Regions from separate parts of the Rattus norvegicus genome. Here regions 2, 3 and 4 are each linked to region 1. A link is a contact called in public Hi-C data. All regions are on one chromosome and are shown on one strand. Each heading gives the region's core, a stretch centred on a gene start, on an enhancer-like site or on the middle of the called end of the contact. The rest is flanking DNA. Distances are from core to core; before and after follow the strand shown. Region 1 holds the start of Tnfaip3 (TNF alpha induced protein 3). Region 2 has its middle 120 kb from the start of Tnfaip3. Region 3 has its middle 70 kb from the start of Tnfaip3. Region 4 has its middle 68 kb from the start of Tnfaip3.

Region 1 (3,597 bases), core at 295-2,794:
GGCTAGGCTACTGTGTTTGTCAAAGAGATTCCTAGGCTTGAGATAGTCACGTGGTTAACCCTCTCTGGTGGGCTTTGGAACAAGACAGACACAGTTCTAAAAACTGTGTAGACTGTGGGCGCATGTGGCTTAAGTTTTCTAAATTTCACATAAAAGTTTATGTGAACCTGTAACAAATACTTCAGGAATGTCGTCTTAAATTACTACCATTGTTTGAGTGTCCGAAGCTGAAAACATCTGTAAGAAGACAAATATTACCAGATTTGAAATAGAAACGGTGTAGGGAGGGATGTGTGTGTGTGTCGGGGGGAGGTGGAGGGATATGTGGAGGGGGTGGGGGGAGTTAGCGGATAGACCAATCTTGGAGTAGTGGCCAGTACTCTTGCTTCAAGCCCCCCTTTACAAATAATAATTTAAAAAATGCCATTGTGCTCTGTCACCTAGCCCAGTCACTCCTGGGGACAGGAACACATGTTTCTAGTTCAAACGTGCAGTATACTTCCTGGCAACTTGGCAACTTGACGAACATACCTAAAGTCACAGTGGCACGGACTATCTGCCTGGTTTGCGTTACTGTTTTCTAGGATTTCGGCCAAGGGGACACTAGAGGAAAAACTCCAAGAAGGTAAAAGCATTTTAGCATCTCTCTCTCTCTCTCTCTCTCTCTCTCTCTCTCTCTCTCTCTCTCTCTCTCTCTCTCTGCAGAGCTCAAGCCCCTGTGTCCGAAGCTTTCTCCCTTCTAGAGAAAGGCAAGCTGTAGTCGGGGATCAGGACAATATGGAAGGTTCTCCACCAGTGGCTTCTTGGGGTGAACTAATTCTCAGGCAAACCAAACAACACCTAAGAAAACAACTGTAGAGGATGGGGGGAGACAGTAATAAACTTGAAGCACTTTCTAAACCTTAATGCTCCTTGGAGCACGGAAATAAAGGAGAAACGGAGCAAATGGAGGGTTGTAGGGGTGATGGAGGTGAATTTAATTTTCTCTGAATTTGACCTTGCCCCTGTAACTCAAAAACTGCAGGATCATGGTGTCTCATCTCACTCTGCATTGCATCCAGCCTGAAGCTGACACAGGGTCTGGAGAACCCTGTGGCCTTTTCTCTCAATCCCCTCAGGACCCTGAGAACGGTTCTTTCTTAAGTCCATCACGTGCACAGCCCAGACTTCAAAGCCGGCTTCATGCCTGAGGTCCTGTGTGTCTGGGTGGTTTTTAGGGTTTTCTTTCTAATTTCCCTTCCTTTTCACAGCTGATTTTCTTCAGAAAAGAGGCTATAAAAAAGAACCTATTGCATTTCCAGTTCCCATCACCACTATTTCCACATGGATGTGACGTGGAAGGCAGCTTCCGAAATGCCCAGGTGACTCACGCGGGGACACCCCGGGGCGGGACCTAGGAGTTTCTCCGGGCGGGGCGGGGACGGCCTCGAGCGCCCTCTGCTGGCCGGCCGCTCGCCATGCGGGAGTCACGTGACTGGAAAGTCCCTCGGAAATCCCCCTGTGGCGAAGCATACAACTGAAAGGCAAAAAAAGGGAACTGCCCAGTCTGCAGCCTTCGGAGCCGGAGGCGGAGCGGTGAGCTAGGCCGCCGAGAGACGTGCACACCCCCAACCAGAGAGCCCGACCGGGCGTCCATGGGGCTCCGCCTCGGCCCGACCCCCACCACGACCCGAACCACGACCCCCGGCTACGGCTCGCGCCAGTGACGGCTGATCGGCCACTTGGGCTCTGCGAGGGCTCCGTGCGGCCCCAGGAGGTGAGCAGTACTCCGGCTGGGGTGCACGGCTAGCAGGATACAGGGGGGGTGGGTGCACGGCCAGAGGGGTGCAGTGCCAGCCAGATTCAGGGTGCACGGCCAGCTCAGTATGGAGCTGTCTTGCTATGGCTTTGCAGGAGTTCTGGGGTGAGGGTATTGTTGGCCAGAGTTGAGGTCCGGGTGCCAAGTGTTTAGGTTGACAGCCCTAAGTTTCTCCAGCCGTCTGGTTAGCTAGCTATTCCTTTCCGATCCTGCAGGGTGACGTGAGCTGCAGCTGGCTGATGAATAGTCACCCTTCGGGTCCCTAGGTCGTGTGGTCGTGGGTGTACCCACTCTTCCAGCCCCCCCTTTGGAAATCAAGTGCAGCATGTTCATAGGCACGTAGACCTTGCAGAGTCGCGCTGGGGTTTCTTCCCATATTGTGCATTACTGGCCCAACAGGGGATGGTTTTCTCAGAGGCCACCAAATCCAACTTGGAGGCTTCAGCCAGCCAACTTTTTAGTGATCAATGTGGGAGGAGGGTTGCGGGGAGGGAGGTGGAGGGGAGGGGCGTGCTTTGAGATTGCCACTAAGGCCCTAGTTGCTCCGGTATAAGAGTATGCATGCAGAAATGATTCTCTGGCCTGCTTGCTGGGGAGTCCACGTTTGGTGGCATGTAAAACTCCCTACTGCAGCCTTGACTCCACACTCAGACTGTGACTTGTCAGTCCGGGTCCTTCGTCCCACATCCTGCCACCTGGCCTCTCAGGAAAGCTGAGGTATTAAGAGCTCTTTCTGGAGCATGCTTTGTTTTTAGTTCTCCTGTTCTCTCATCTTTCTTTGGAAAGCTGGTCTGGTCAAGTGGAGGGGGGGGGGCACCGTTTGGAACTGATTATTGTTCATTAGCCTTCCATACGCTGATGTCCTAGATTATTGAGCAGATTATTATCGGTTGATCAGGGCTCATTCTTGTGGTCTGATATGCTACTTGGATCTTTTGCAGCTCGTTGTATAGATTTTTGGAGGGGTACTTCCCAACAATTGCCCGAGGTATCTGTTTATAAATAATACAGAAGTTTCCACATCGCGGGCAAAAAAAAAAAATCTGTTCAGAGTGGAAAAATAAAAGTGGGGGAAAGACTTTGGTGAGTAAGTTCTGAAGAACCTTATTGATCCTGTGACAAAAATTGGGAAATTTATCTGTAAGGGAGTGAGGTAACAAATATATTTTTAAAAGTTAAGGGTAGTGCTTTAATTTTTTTTTTTTACCCATAAAACATTACAATGATATGTCAGGAAACTTTATTCTCTAAATGTGGGGAAGTCCAAGAACTGGAAACTTGGGCAGAGGGAGGTTTAAGCTCTGTCTTAAATAGGCACTTTTGCACGCAGTGCAAGGCAGAGTCCGTGAACGGGGTCTTAGTGGGCTGACAGATACTGACCTTTGCATGTCTTACATATGGCTTAGAGCCCCCGCCACTTTTAGATCTATGCTAAAAGTTCTTGAGGTCCAGAAGAGCAAAATAGAATAGCCATAAAAATAGAACAAGGTGCAGCTCACTGATGCAAAACTTCTCCTTGCCTGTTTCTGAGAGCTGCAAATGCTGTACGCCAGGGTTGCTATCAGGAGACCAGCAAGGGATTGAGATGGGGAATAGGAAGACTTGGCTTATGAGCAGAGCTGCATCCTTACGTCTGCTGGACCTGAGATGGGTCTGACCATCACTGCCTTAGCTGCAGGGGTTGTCTGACAGATATCAAGGCTAGGAGTGAAATCATACATTTTTAGCTATCGCATCAGGCACAAGGGTTGGCCTTAAATAGGTGGTCCAGCCTTGCTGCTTGCATGCATCCATTCATG
Region 2 (3,597 bases), core at 623-3,122, 120 kb before region 1:
CAGATGACAAGTGTGAATAACCTGAATTAGTCTTATTTTTGAGTCACTGAAACAGCACTTCCTGACCACTCCGGGAGTTTCCTTGGATGTTAACCACTGCAATGCAAACACGCCTGACACCAATTAAGCCCTAAGAAATTAACTTAGGAGGGACTTTTATGGCCCCAGGAATTTTTTATTTCTTCTGTGCTAGGTCAATGGGTATGAGAAAAAAAAAAAAGGTAAGTAGGGGTATTCCATAATTGTCAGAGTGAGAGAAAAGAGACAGGTCAAGGACTCAGACCATTGTAACTAACCCTGAAGTATAGTGTAGTGTGCTTTTCTGTTCCTAGGAAGCCGTCTGCTTTCTAAGGTTGAGTCTTCTAGCTCCTGTGGAAATGACTGTAGGAAATTAGAAGAGGAGGGAAGAATAGAAGATCGGGAAGCTCACAAGAAACCCTGGATCCTGCCCACCAATTCCCACTTAAACACTCCTTGTGGGGATTAGTCATTGGGTCTCAGCACTTGCGTGTTTTGTTTGCATGGGACTGTGGGCATTCCCTGCAGGAATTTCTTTTTGTGCCATTGAGATTAGCGTGAGACATTTCCAAAACTCGAGCAAAGGATGATGACTAATATAGGACTCCTCAATTGGGAAATTTCATAAGGGTTCCGGCAGAGGCAGAAAATAATGAGTCTAACGGTCTGGGGAATTGATCACAGAAGCATATAAAAATAAACAAATGCAGCAGGAAAATTTGTCTTGGTAGCAATAATGTCAAGTTCCCAAATCTGTGTCAATAAATTCCCAGACTATCCATTTTTACCCAGAAATATTTTCTGAGTATGCTAAAGCATGACCGAAACCCACATGCCTAGCAAAGTAAATTTCAAATTAATATTTTCCATCAAGTTATTGATTGATTGATTATTTACTTCATGTGTACTTTTATACTGTCTGCATATATGCCTTTGAGCCATCTGTGTACTCTAGTGTCCCTGGAGGCCAGAAGAGGGCGTTGGAGCTCCAGAAACTAGCATTATAGACAACCGTGAGCCTCTACTGTGTGGGTGCTGGGAGTCGAAGCTAAGTCCTCAGAAGAAGAGGCAGCGTCCTTAGTAACAAGGACAGCTGTGCAGTCACCGAAAGTAAGATTTAAAGTTCTGAAAACACATGGGTGCATCTGTTCAGAGACCTATGTCAAGGGACAGGAAGCACGTGGCCCTAAGTGCTGGGGCACTTAGATTCCACAACTTCTACTTCTCTCCCTTTGAGTACTTTCTAAGCTTCAACTTCTTATTTTTAAGCCGGGAAACTATTTTTTTCCCTTTACCTAAGCTATTAGGAAATTCAAATGAGAAAACTAATTTGAACAAACTTTATGGATTGTAAACCTTTGTTCCCATATAACTTGTACCTATTAATCATAAGTCTATATTAGTAGTCCAGTCCGTAGTCCTTGATACTCTGGTTAATCCTTGTGAAATACATGCAAATCTTGTTCATATCTGGAGTTAAAAGTAACAGACAGGAATCTAGTGACATAGCTATATATGCCTCCTTATTTTCTTTTCCTTTCATGATGACAGAGGAGGCGGGACTCATAGCAGACTATTCACCTCCCCAACTTACTCCACAAGAGATGTCTTGGGATTAACAATGACTTTAGGGCATAAAATATAGTCCTGTGTAGCTGAGGTCCTTAAGCCTGCAGATGCTGGAGCCAGTCTACCGACCCAGGTTCACACTCTGGGTGGACACTCCTTGGCTGTTCATTCCTAGATCTTTGTGTCCCATTTCCTTGGTGTGAGATAGAGATGGTGGCTGCTTACACAGAGCCTGCTCCCTGCATGTCCCTAACCAGTTAAAAGAGCCTCAATCTGATAAGGTCTTTGTCCCTCCTCTTCATCTCCCGAGTGAGACATTATCTTTCTTTCCTAATCCCTGGTTCTTTTTCTATTTTTCATTATTTTCTACCTTTTATCAGTTTTCAGTATCCCTTCTCAGGGCCAGGCTGCGATATCCTGGCATATTCTCTCTCTCCTCTTTCCCACAGGTTCTTATAAAGAAACTGTTGCTTCTATGTCCAACTCCTTGAACCCCAACAAGCTTGGTTGCTTTTGCATTTGAACTACTGGAGTGACTGCTAGGTTAGCCCCACTGTGCACGTCTGGGAATGACTTCAGCAAGAAAAGGAACCAAGATGGTTCCTTTCTCACGGAGTTGGTAATTTGATCTCCTTCTCAGAACTAAGAGATAAAGGGATGTGGTTTTTGCTTACTGGCCTTAAGGTACATTATACATCCATTTTCACAGATGCAGAAAAAGTAGAAGCCACAGGCAGACAAGACAACTTTGTAAGGAGAGTCTCCCAGCATGTCTTAAACCCCAGACAAACAAGCTACCAAGGTGTGAAGCCTTCCAGGAACCCCCTGAGACATATCAAAGAGGTCTATAATCATAAATCAGCCAGGAGATCAAGTGTGAATGAAGACACGTTGAACACTTCAGTTCACAACAGTGCATTCATGTTGCAATCTCTTTCGAGCTGCAGAGACCTATGAGAGAGTCCGGCCACATATTACAATTCTTCCTGACAAAAATGAATGCTGAGAGAAGCTAAGTGACTTTAAAATCACACGGCTAGTGTGTGGGTGAAAGTGGTGAACAGGATAAACTTTCTTGTTTTCGTTTTCTATGAAGCTGCCCACAGCTCGCTCTGGTGAGCTGCTTCTGCAGGCTTCCTGGGAACCGGGAGTACCTACCAGCAGCCTCTGACTGCATAGGAACATTAGCCTTAGTTTCCTGTGCTGTGGCTTGCAGAATAATCTCCATGGCTGTTCTCTGAAGTCGGAGAGAATGCAATTTTGCCCTGAAGTCTCACCTCAGCCTTTCTCTCATACCTTTATTTCCACCTCTTCGTAGTTATGTGGAAGGGGAATGCAAGGCCCCTTTGGAAACCACTATGTGGTTCTGCGCATGCTCTGTGCCAAGTGCTGTTCCTTGCCTGGAACGAGAGGGTTGCTAAGGTATGAGCTAAATGGAAAAGTGGAAACTCTGTGGCAAACAGCATGTTTGCGAGCAATTTCTAAAGCAGAAGGTGAGGAGAAGGCAAACAGGTCCAATGGCCTGGCTGGCATTGCTGCATTTTAACCTGTTGCTCTGCAGTGCACCCCGTAGTAAGGCTCTGAACATTCGCCCTCCAGGTCCACATTTCCTGAAGTGTAAACGTGGGGTTTCATAGTTCCTGTAGCAACTCTCTTGGCAACAAGGAAGATAGTCTAAAGAGCGGCCGGAGCCCCGCCCTTTGCCTCTGAGACCAGGGAAACAATGGACCCCAGGAAACTGGAATTTCCCCAGGAATCTCATGCTAGGAAAGGAAAAGGCTGGAGGCCCTCAGAGGGGGAGCTTGTCTCCTGGAAAATAACTTCATACAGTTCTGACAACTTGTCAGAAATTGTGCAGTAAAGAGCGAAGCTTAAGCAGGAATGATGGGCAGAACCCTGCCCCGATGGGGAGCTTCTCATTATCTATCTATCTATCTATCTATCTATCTATCTATCTATCTATCTATCTATCTATCTATCTATCTATCTACCTACCTACCTACCTACCTA
Region 3 (3,597 bases), core at 668-3,167, 70 kb after region 1:
TGGAGCAGAAGCCAGAGGCACGAACCAGACCAATGACTCAGGGCAACGAGCATTTGCAAGTAAAGATGTGTGGACAATAGGGAACACTGTGTGACACACTGGGACACACTACAGCTTCCACAATGAGGTTTTTTTTTTATGTTTTGGTTTGTTTGTTTTCTTTTGGGGAGGGAGGCTGCAGGGGCAGAGGGCAGATACAGAGGGATGGGGAGACGAATGGGAGTAGGAATGGGGTGCACGATGTGAAACTACTCACTTAGAATTGACAAGTTAAAAACAAAAGGGAACTACTCCAGCAAGTGGCTGCAATCCCAAGCATGAGCTTTCCTTCCACAGGGAAACGAGTAGCTTGGAGGAGGGCTCCTCCTGATGCCTTTATTTTAGCATTTAACACGTTTACAGAGTATCTCTATAAGGTTCCAACAAAGGTGCTGGGCACTTCAATATACACACTGTGTGAGAACACCCTGCAGCCCATTGTTCATGAGGAAGCGAACTTAGACCTCATTTTTCTTGTGTTCCAACATGGGTTTTATGAATGTCTTAATTGGTCGTTTTAATAACTTGCTTTAAAATTTAATAGGGCCCTTTATATAATCATTAATTATAGCATTGCCATATAGTCATGTGGCTTTGGGATCATGAGAATTGTGCTAAAGGCAGCTTGCTGACCTTTGACCTAATTAAGTTCTGTGCTGGTAGTGAAAGCTTTTCCAGTTTCCTTTTAGTCCTCCATATCTTATACGATGTTCTAAAATATTCGATAACACCTTCTGTATTCATGACTTCTGAATTCTAGTAGTTATACATTATAACATAAAAGTTTTTTCTTTATTTTTATGGCTGTGGCTCTGGCTCTGTTTCTCTCCCTCTCTCCCTTTCTCCCTCTCCCTCTCTCTCCCTCTCCCTCTCTCCCTCCCCCTCTCCCTCTCTTTATTGGACAGAATCTTATTTAACTCTAGGCTGCCCTGGAACTGACCTAGCTATATAGCCAAGGACGACCTTGAACTTCAGGCCTCCTGTCTCTGTTTCACCACATTCAGTTTATGGGATGCTGGGATCAAATTTTGGGATTGGTTGGTGTCAGACAAACATGTCTCACTGAGCTCTACCCTCAGCCCTAGAATACAAAATATTAAAGAGCCTAAGGACTTTTCTTCTACTTCACACACACACACACACACACACACACACACACACACACACACACACACACACACTTATACATGTGCACCCTGTCTGTGTGGTTTGAGGACAACTTGCAGGAGTCGGTTTTCTCTTTCTATCAAGTGGGTTCCAGGGACTGAACTCGGGCTATCAGTTTTAGTGGCGGGCATCTTTACTTGTTTCTCTTGCTCAAGACTCTTTATTTAGGCTCTCCCTACCCCAGAACCTGAAATATACCTGCTTTAAAAGAACACCTTCGGACAGGGCCTGAGAACATAGTTTAAGACCGTCATCTGAAACATTTGGGTCATACCTTTGAACTCAAAAAGTCTTTGGATTTTAGAGGCACCATTCAGTATATATTGCACGCTGTCCTCAAGAGGGTCGGAGGCAGATCCTTTTTCTCCAGCACATTATTATCTGCATAACAAAGGATGTGTGCATTTCTACACAAGGTAATGTAAGTGGAGCACCACACTTCTGATAGTAAATGGGTCAGGTTTTATGCTGTGAGGATATAAACCTATACTTTTCAGTTTTCAGTAGAAAACTTGAGAGTGCAGATAAGTGATGGCTGACTGTCCTTCCTATCTGAGAGAGATTTCTAAGCTTAGTTCGCAAAAGAACCAAACTTGATTGTTTGGCTAGGAACTGGAATTTTGGCAAACAACTCAGACAGCTTTGATGCAGTGGGGGGAACAACTTCAAGGAACAGTGCCCAGGGCCGCAGTATGAAGGCCTGGAAAACAGACAGGAACCTCCACCGGGTTATTTTTAGCATAAGCCTCTTCCAACATGTTCTTTTAAACACCAACTTGAAGGCCAACTTCACAGAGTTCTTCCAAATTTTGATTGGATATGAATGTCCAAAAGGCATAAACATACAAAAAAAAAGAAAAGAAAAAAAAAAAGAAAATCAGAGCAAAATGAAGGAGGAGGAGGGGAGAATTACTACTTTAACTCCATCCCAATTGATGATGCACGTACTTATCTTCATCTGTTGATTGCGTCCTGGGGGTCAGACGCTGAGACCAGGAACTATACAACCACAGATTCTACACCGAGTAACTCTTTTCATTCCTAATTCCTCATTCCTTCTTCACCTCTCACATTTGGTAGAGCCTGTGGGCACAGCCACAGAAGCATCTAGAACCTTTCAAAGCTCTAGCTCCACCTGCTGGAGGATAAGAAAACTCACCAGTGTCCTACCACTCACAGAAGAGCATTAGGCTAATCCCCACGGTTGAGAAGGCTTTGATGCTAATTGGGTTAGCACCGAGAAAAGTGTTCCTAATATAGTTCGTGCTGCTGAAGATGAACTGACCTTTCTTACAGGAGTCTCACCTTGTGCCTGGGCTCCTAAGACAAGCCCAGAGCAGAGCTCTATTTCCGATCCTAGTGATAGGTAGTATGCTGGACAGGATAAATCAGAACAGCCAGAAACTCTTTCCTGGGTCTCCTGGAGTTTGCCTTCTCCGAGTGTCCTGAAGCTGTTTGTCACAACCACTTACTATTTCCTCTGATCTCATTCTTTTCTCTGCACCCTTCAGTGCCCGCTATATTCACCCACTAAGGCTCAGGTTCCAGCCCCTTCTACGTACCTACTTTGTTAGGCTTACTTCTCTGGTGTGTGTGCATATAGAGAAATCTGTTATCTCTGCAAAAGCCGCCATATTGGGGTCTGCTGGGAGGCTCTTGATCTCTCCGTAGGCAGGTGTGCATCTCTGCAGAGGGGAGCAAGAACCAAAGGCAGACAGATCAGTACCCACAAGCAAGAGCATGACATGCTATTTTTAGACGTGCTGGCTTCTACAGAAATGGAGGATTTGAATAAGTAGAGGGGAGGAACAGGGTGAGGAGAGCAGAATGAACATTCGTGGGTCTGGGAATGAGTGTGAACCATGGAGAAGCCATGAAGGCACATGATGAGATGGAATGGGGAACCCCCCTTCCCAGTATCAGCTCCACAAGAGCAGGGGCTTCATCTGAATCCTTTCCCAGGTTATCCTCTGGGCTTGATGACTCGATGGCAAACTCACCTGAATGAGTGTGTGAGAGAGAGAATGGACTGAAGGATGTTGCAGTGGTGATGGTTGCTACAATCTAGCAAACAGCACCTTAAAATGTATCTAGATGTTTGTAAGTTCTAGACTGCTTTAAGAGCATCTGGGATGCCAATAGACCACCCGGGGGAGAATCTATCAGTCTGCCTGAATGTGGAGTGGAGGGGTCACAGTGGTCACAGAGAGGGTTATTTCTGTGTCTGACCCCACAGGAATCCTTCCAACCACTGCATCCAGAATTTGGGTTCAACTCCTTACTAACTAGATGACCTGGAACAAATTTCTCTTCTCACATCCCTTGACACAACCTCTGGGTCTTCTACCAGAATTTGGATTTTTTAGGATTCAGACTTGAAGAAGGCTCTTT
Region 4 (3,597 bases), core at 605-3,104, 68 kb before region 1:
AGTACTGAGATTAGAAGTTTTTACCATGCCTAATCTACATTAAGGTAAACGTAAGATAAACATAAATTAGGAACTTTTTAATTGACTTCATGTAATCCTCCAATATCACATACACTTATATCTGCACCTATACACACGTTTGCACACATTTGACCCTAAATGTGTACAAATTGACATAACTCCCATCTACTTTTCTAAGATAACACCAAAGATCAGAGAGGTCAAACAATTTGCTCAGAGTGAAAGTCAATTCACTCGTACAGAAAGTGAATGGTGTAACCAGAGGTTACACCCTCAGTAGGACTGGCTACCAGCCTAGCATGGTGCCTAGGTCTCTGCTATGCATAGGGAATGACTGACTTAGTCAAACATCTAATAACACAGCTCTCGGCTAGTAGTGTTTAAACGGAACCAATGACTTCATGCTTCCTTTCAACTTCCAAAATTCTCAGTTGCATTCAATAGGTTTAAACTGGAGTAAAGAGAGCAGGTTGGGAAGATGACTTCTGAGAAAGATGACCCCACCACCACACACACACCTTCTTCCCTCTGTCTCACTGCTCCACAGTTTATTTAAAAAGAAAACAGTGACAGAAAGTCTTGAGCTGTTGATCCCTGCTGGTGACATTATTGCTTGAAAAACCCATGTTGGCACGTTCCAGCATCACTGCCTAGGGCTATGTGCAAGCACATAAGACATCCTGTGATCACCCACCATTGGTAACATTAACTTGTGTCCAGTGGTTAGACAGGCACAAGGGTGTGTGCCTATAGCCCCAGATACCCAGAAATCTAAGTCAGAGAGATCACTTGAACCTAATACTTTAAATCTAGTTTGGGTAACACAGACCCCATGTTTCCGAAAAAGGGGATGTTAATAGGGGATATATAAACATTTTAAATATTTTATAAATTTATTATTTAAAAACTTGTAAATAAAAACATTCTACTTTATTATAATAACTTTAGATTAAAATTAAAAGTAGCCTCCTCCAGCAAGTGGCAGGCCACTGATTACGTTCCCACAATTAAATTTAAAATCCAATTTGGAACTAAAAATATGTTCCCTGTATTAGTTTGTTGTATGTAAACTGGGATTTAGCATCTTGTTGACTTTGCCAGGACAAGACTGTTAGCTCCGTGTAGGAATAGAGTGCCGGCAGACAGTCCGTGGGTGTTTCCTGATGTCTGCTGAAGCCTCTGTGTTCCTAAGCCGGATGACATATGGGCTTTGCTTCACATATCCGCACTATTCATGGAACTTACTGGCAGTGGATCATCCGGTGGAAATGACAACAGGGTCACCAGCCCCGAACATGGGCTGGTCTGCCCGATTCAAATCTCCTTGAATAGTTCCTATCAGTTTAAACCTTCCAGAAAACCAACAGGATAAAAACTAAAATCGAAGGGGTAAAAAAACAAAATAATAAGAATTCTGTAAGTTCCCAGACAGTATGCTTTTCTGAATTTCGTTGGTGACACACACCGTCCTCTGATTTGCGGTAAGTCAGTTTGTCCTGAACCATGGGTCCATCTGTTCCAGCAGCCTCAGTACCTGCTCTTACACACAGTGTTGCGTCTGCCCTTCCAGATCCCTGCGCCTCTAAGGTCCAGGTGAAATGCACTTTCCTGGCTTCACCTTTCTTCTGCTCTATCCGCTCCAGGATCTCTTACTATCTGGGGAAGCTACAGCTTACCTTTATCCCAGTCCTGTTTTTGATACCTGATGGCTTACCGGAAGTGTGTTTAGCAGCATTGGAGAACATGCAATCGCATACAAGTTTGGTAATACTTCTCCCCATGTTCAGAGTGAGAGAGCTGCTGAATGCATGTTTTTTGAATGACTCAGAAGAAGACTACTGGAGCCCTCCCAGACAGGGAATTGATGTTAACATCACCCATTCCATAGTAATGTCACAACCACCAGAATACTTTAAACATTTGTAACAGGAATCAAGCTTTTGAGACTTTTAGATGATGTCATTCTGTGCCTGTGGCTTCCTTTCTCCTTCCTATAAGTTGGTCTCACTTAGCTAGTGGGCAGAACATAAAGAATGAGAGCCATTACTTTGCATAAGGATTAGAGCCAGACAGCACTCTTAAAATGTGTCAGGGACGGCAACACATAGCTGCATTCCCAGAACTAGGGAGGCTGAGGCAGGAGGATCATTGTCAAGAAGCATGAAGCCACTATGGGATACACAGTGAGGTAAAGGTTACCCTGTACTGTACAAAAAGATCCTGAAAGGTCAGGAAAATAGCAAACACATTATTCTATTTGAAAATATTCATCTTCACAGAAGAAAAAGAGATATGTGTGCTAGGCTGAACTAGTAGTTAGAGGGCTGCTGGAGGGCAGTTGGTAACACTAGAGGACTCCTTTTACCTGCCTCAGGAGAAAAGAGTCGGGGCCAGACCTCAAAGTATCTGTCAGTCGGAGCAGTTTGGGAGGAATAGCCTAAAACCAGTGGAGGCCAGGAAACTTAGCAGCCTGTGGCAGACTTTCTGCTATCTTGAGAATCTGAGTTTGTCCACTAAATAAAGCAGGCTGGATGTGGGAGGGTGAGAGCCAGGGAGGAGGAGGTAAAACCAAGATGCTATCATTCTGGATGAAGCCTAGGGATGGACATATAGAACCCCTGATATCAGCAAGGGACTATGCTTCCATAAGCAATCTACGTGGAGATGAGCAGTCCCAGAGCCTGTGGAGAGACTCCTCAGAGAGGTGAAGATCTTCTGAAGGCAACATGGGGGTCTAGGGCCGATCCTCCCACCTGATACAAAGTTCTCGAACATAGTACCAGGAGAGGAAGAGGAACTCTTTAAAGGCGAGAAACTAAGCTGGAGTAATAATTTAGGCCTCTAATCTTAGAACATACTAAGTCAGGGGGACCTTCGTCCATTCATGGCCAATCTAGGCAATAAAGTAAGACCCTGTCTAAGAAAAAGAAAGAAAGAAGAAAGAAAGGAATAAAAGAAAAGAACAAAAGAAAATCAGAGTTAGCGAGAAGAGGGGAGGAAAGGGAGAAACTGCCTAGGGAAAGGGCTAGCACTTCAAGTAAGCTGAATATTTATCCCAAGGAGCATTGCTGCCTAGGGGGAAACATGGAATTTTTCAAGGGAAAATCCAAACGGGAGCTCTGGGCCAGACAGCTCAGAATGGAAAATAAAGATACCCATCCTTCCTCTTTATTCCTGCCCATCTGATTCACAACGTGCACGTTTCGGCCTCACTACAAATCAATCAATTATTTCTCTATCAGTAAGTTAAGGGGGTGAGGGTGGGGGTGCTTGCCACTCTCCAGATTAGAAGCAACGGCTGCCACGCGGCATTCTAAATCTAGAAGCCCCCACCCCTCTTTTCAGTACACACTGGTTCTTATTATGTTCCGTGAAGCAGAGTGCTCAAGGGCTTTTAAGTCTGGGTTAGAATGCAGTGCTCACTTAGAACATTGGAAGCTCCCTCTCCTCTCCTCACTGTGAGGAAAACACAAAGAGCCTCAAGAAAGTCCGTATCTGCATTCACCACATTTAGAAACCATTCTCTAGTAAGGTCGCAGGCTGGATTATACGCATGCCTATTAGTCACAAGAATTT

The links. A called contact is a pair of places that touch in the nucleus more often than the background predicts.
Region 2: a Hi-C map of psoas muscle shows a contact between it and region 1, with 1.8 times the contacts expected there. The contact joins the enhancer-like site here to the promoter of Tnfaip3 in region 1. A contact is called at or near these places in 3 of 12 Hi-C or Micro-C datasets (Schwann cells, mammary epithelial cells and psoas muscle).
Region 3: a Hi-C map of the A7r5 cell line shows a contact between it and region 1, with 6 times the contacts expected there. The contact joins the enhancer-like site here to the promoter of Tnfaip3 in region 1. A contact is called at or near these places in 10 of 12 Hi-C or Micro-C datasets (the A7r5 cell line, the Rat2 cell line, Schwann cells and 6 more).
Region 4: a Hi-C map of the Rat2 cell line shows a contact between it and region 1, with 2.7 times the contacts expected there. The contact joins the enhancer-like site here to the promoter of Tnfaip3 in region 1. A contact is called at or near these places in 7 of 12 Hi-C or Micro-C datasets (the Rat2 cell line, frontal cortex, hepatocytes and 3 more).

Annotation. Positions count from the first base shown.
Region 1 is chr1:15,541,926-15,545,522 of GRCr8, reverse strand. Tnfaip3 (TNF alpha induced protein 3) reads left to right here and starts at 1,544. Exons shown (of 9, transcript NM_001427106.1): 1 at 1,544-1,756.
Region 2 is chr1:15,658,401-15,661,997 of GRCr8, reverse strand. No RefSeq gene overlaps it. Among named protein-coding and RNA genes, the nearest start is that of Tnfaip3, 120 kb to the right of the region's middle. Within about 2 kb of position 1,872, at least 19 of the 93 cell types and tissues checked have an H3K27ac peak or open chromatin away from gene starts, as enhancers often do.
Region 3 is chr1:15,472,186-15,475,782 of GRCr8, reverse strand. No RefSeq gene overlaps it. Among named protein-coding and RNA genes, the nearest start is that of Tnfaip3, 70 kb to the left of the region's middle. Within about 2 kb of position 1,917, at least 5 of the 93 cell types and tissues checked have an H3K27ac peak or open chromatin away from gene starts, as enhancers often do. A contact at or near this core is called in the A7r5 cell line, where this site is marked.
Region 4 is chr1:15,609,753-15,613,349 of GRCr8, reverse strand. No RefSeq gene overlaps it. Among named protein-coding and RNA genes, the nearest start is that of Tnfaip3, 68 kb to the right of the region's middle. Within about 2 kb of position 1,854, at least 15 of the 93 cell types and tissues checked have an H3K27ac peak or open chromatin away from gene starts, as enhancers often do.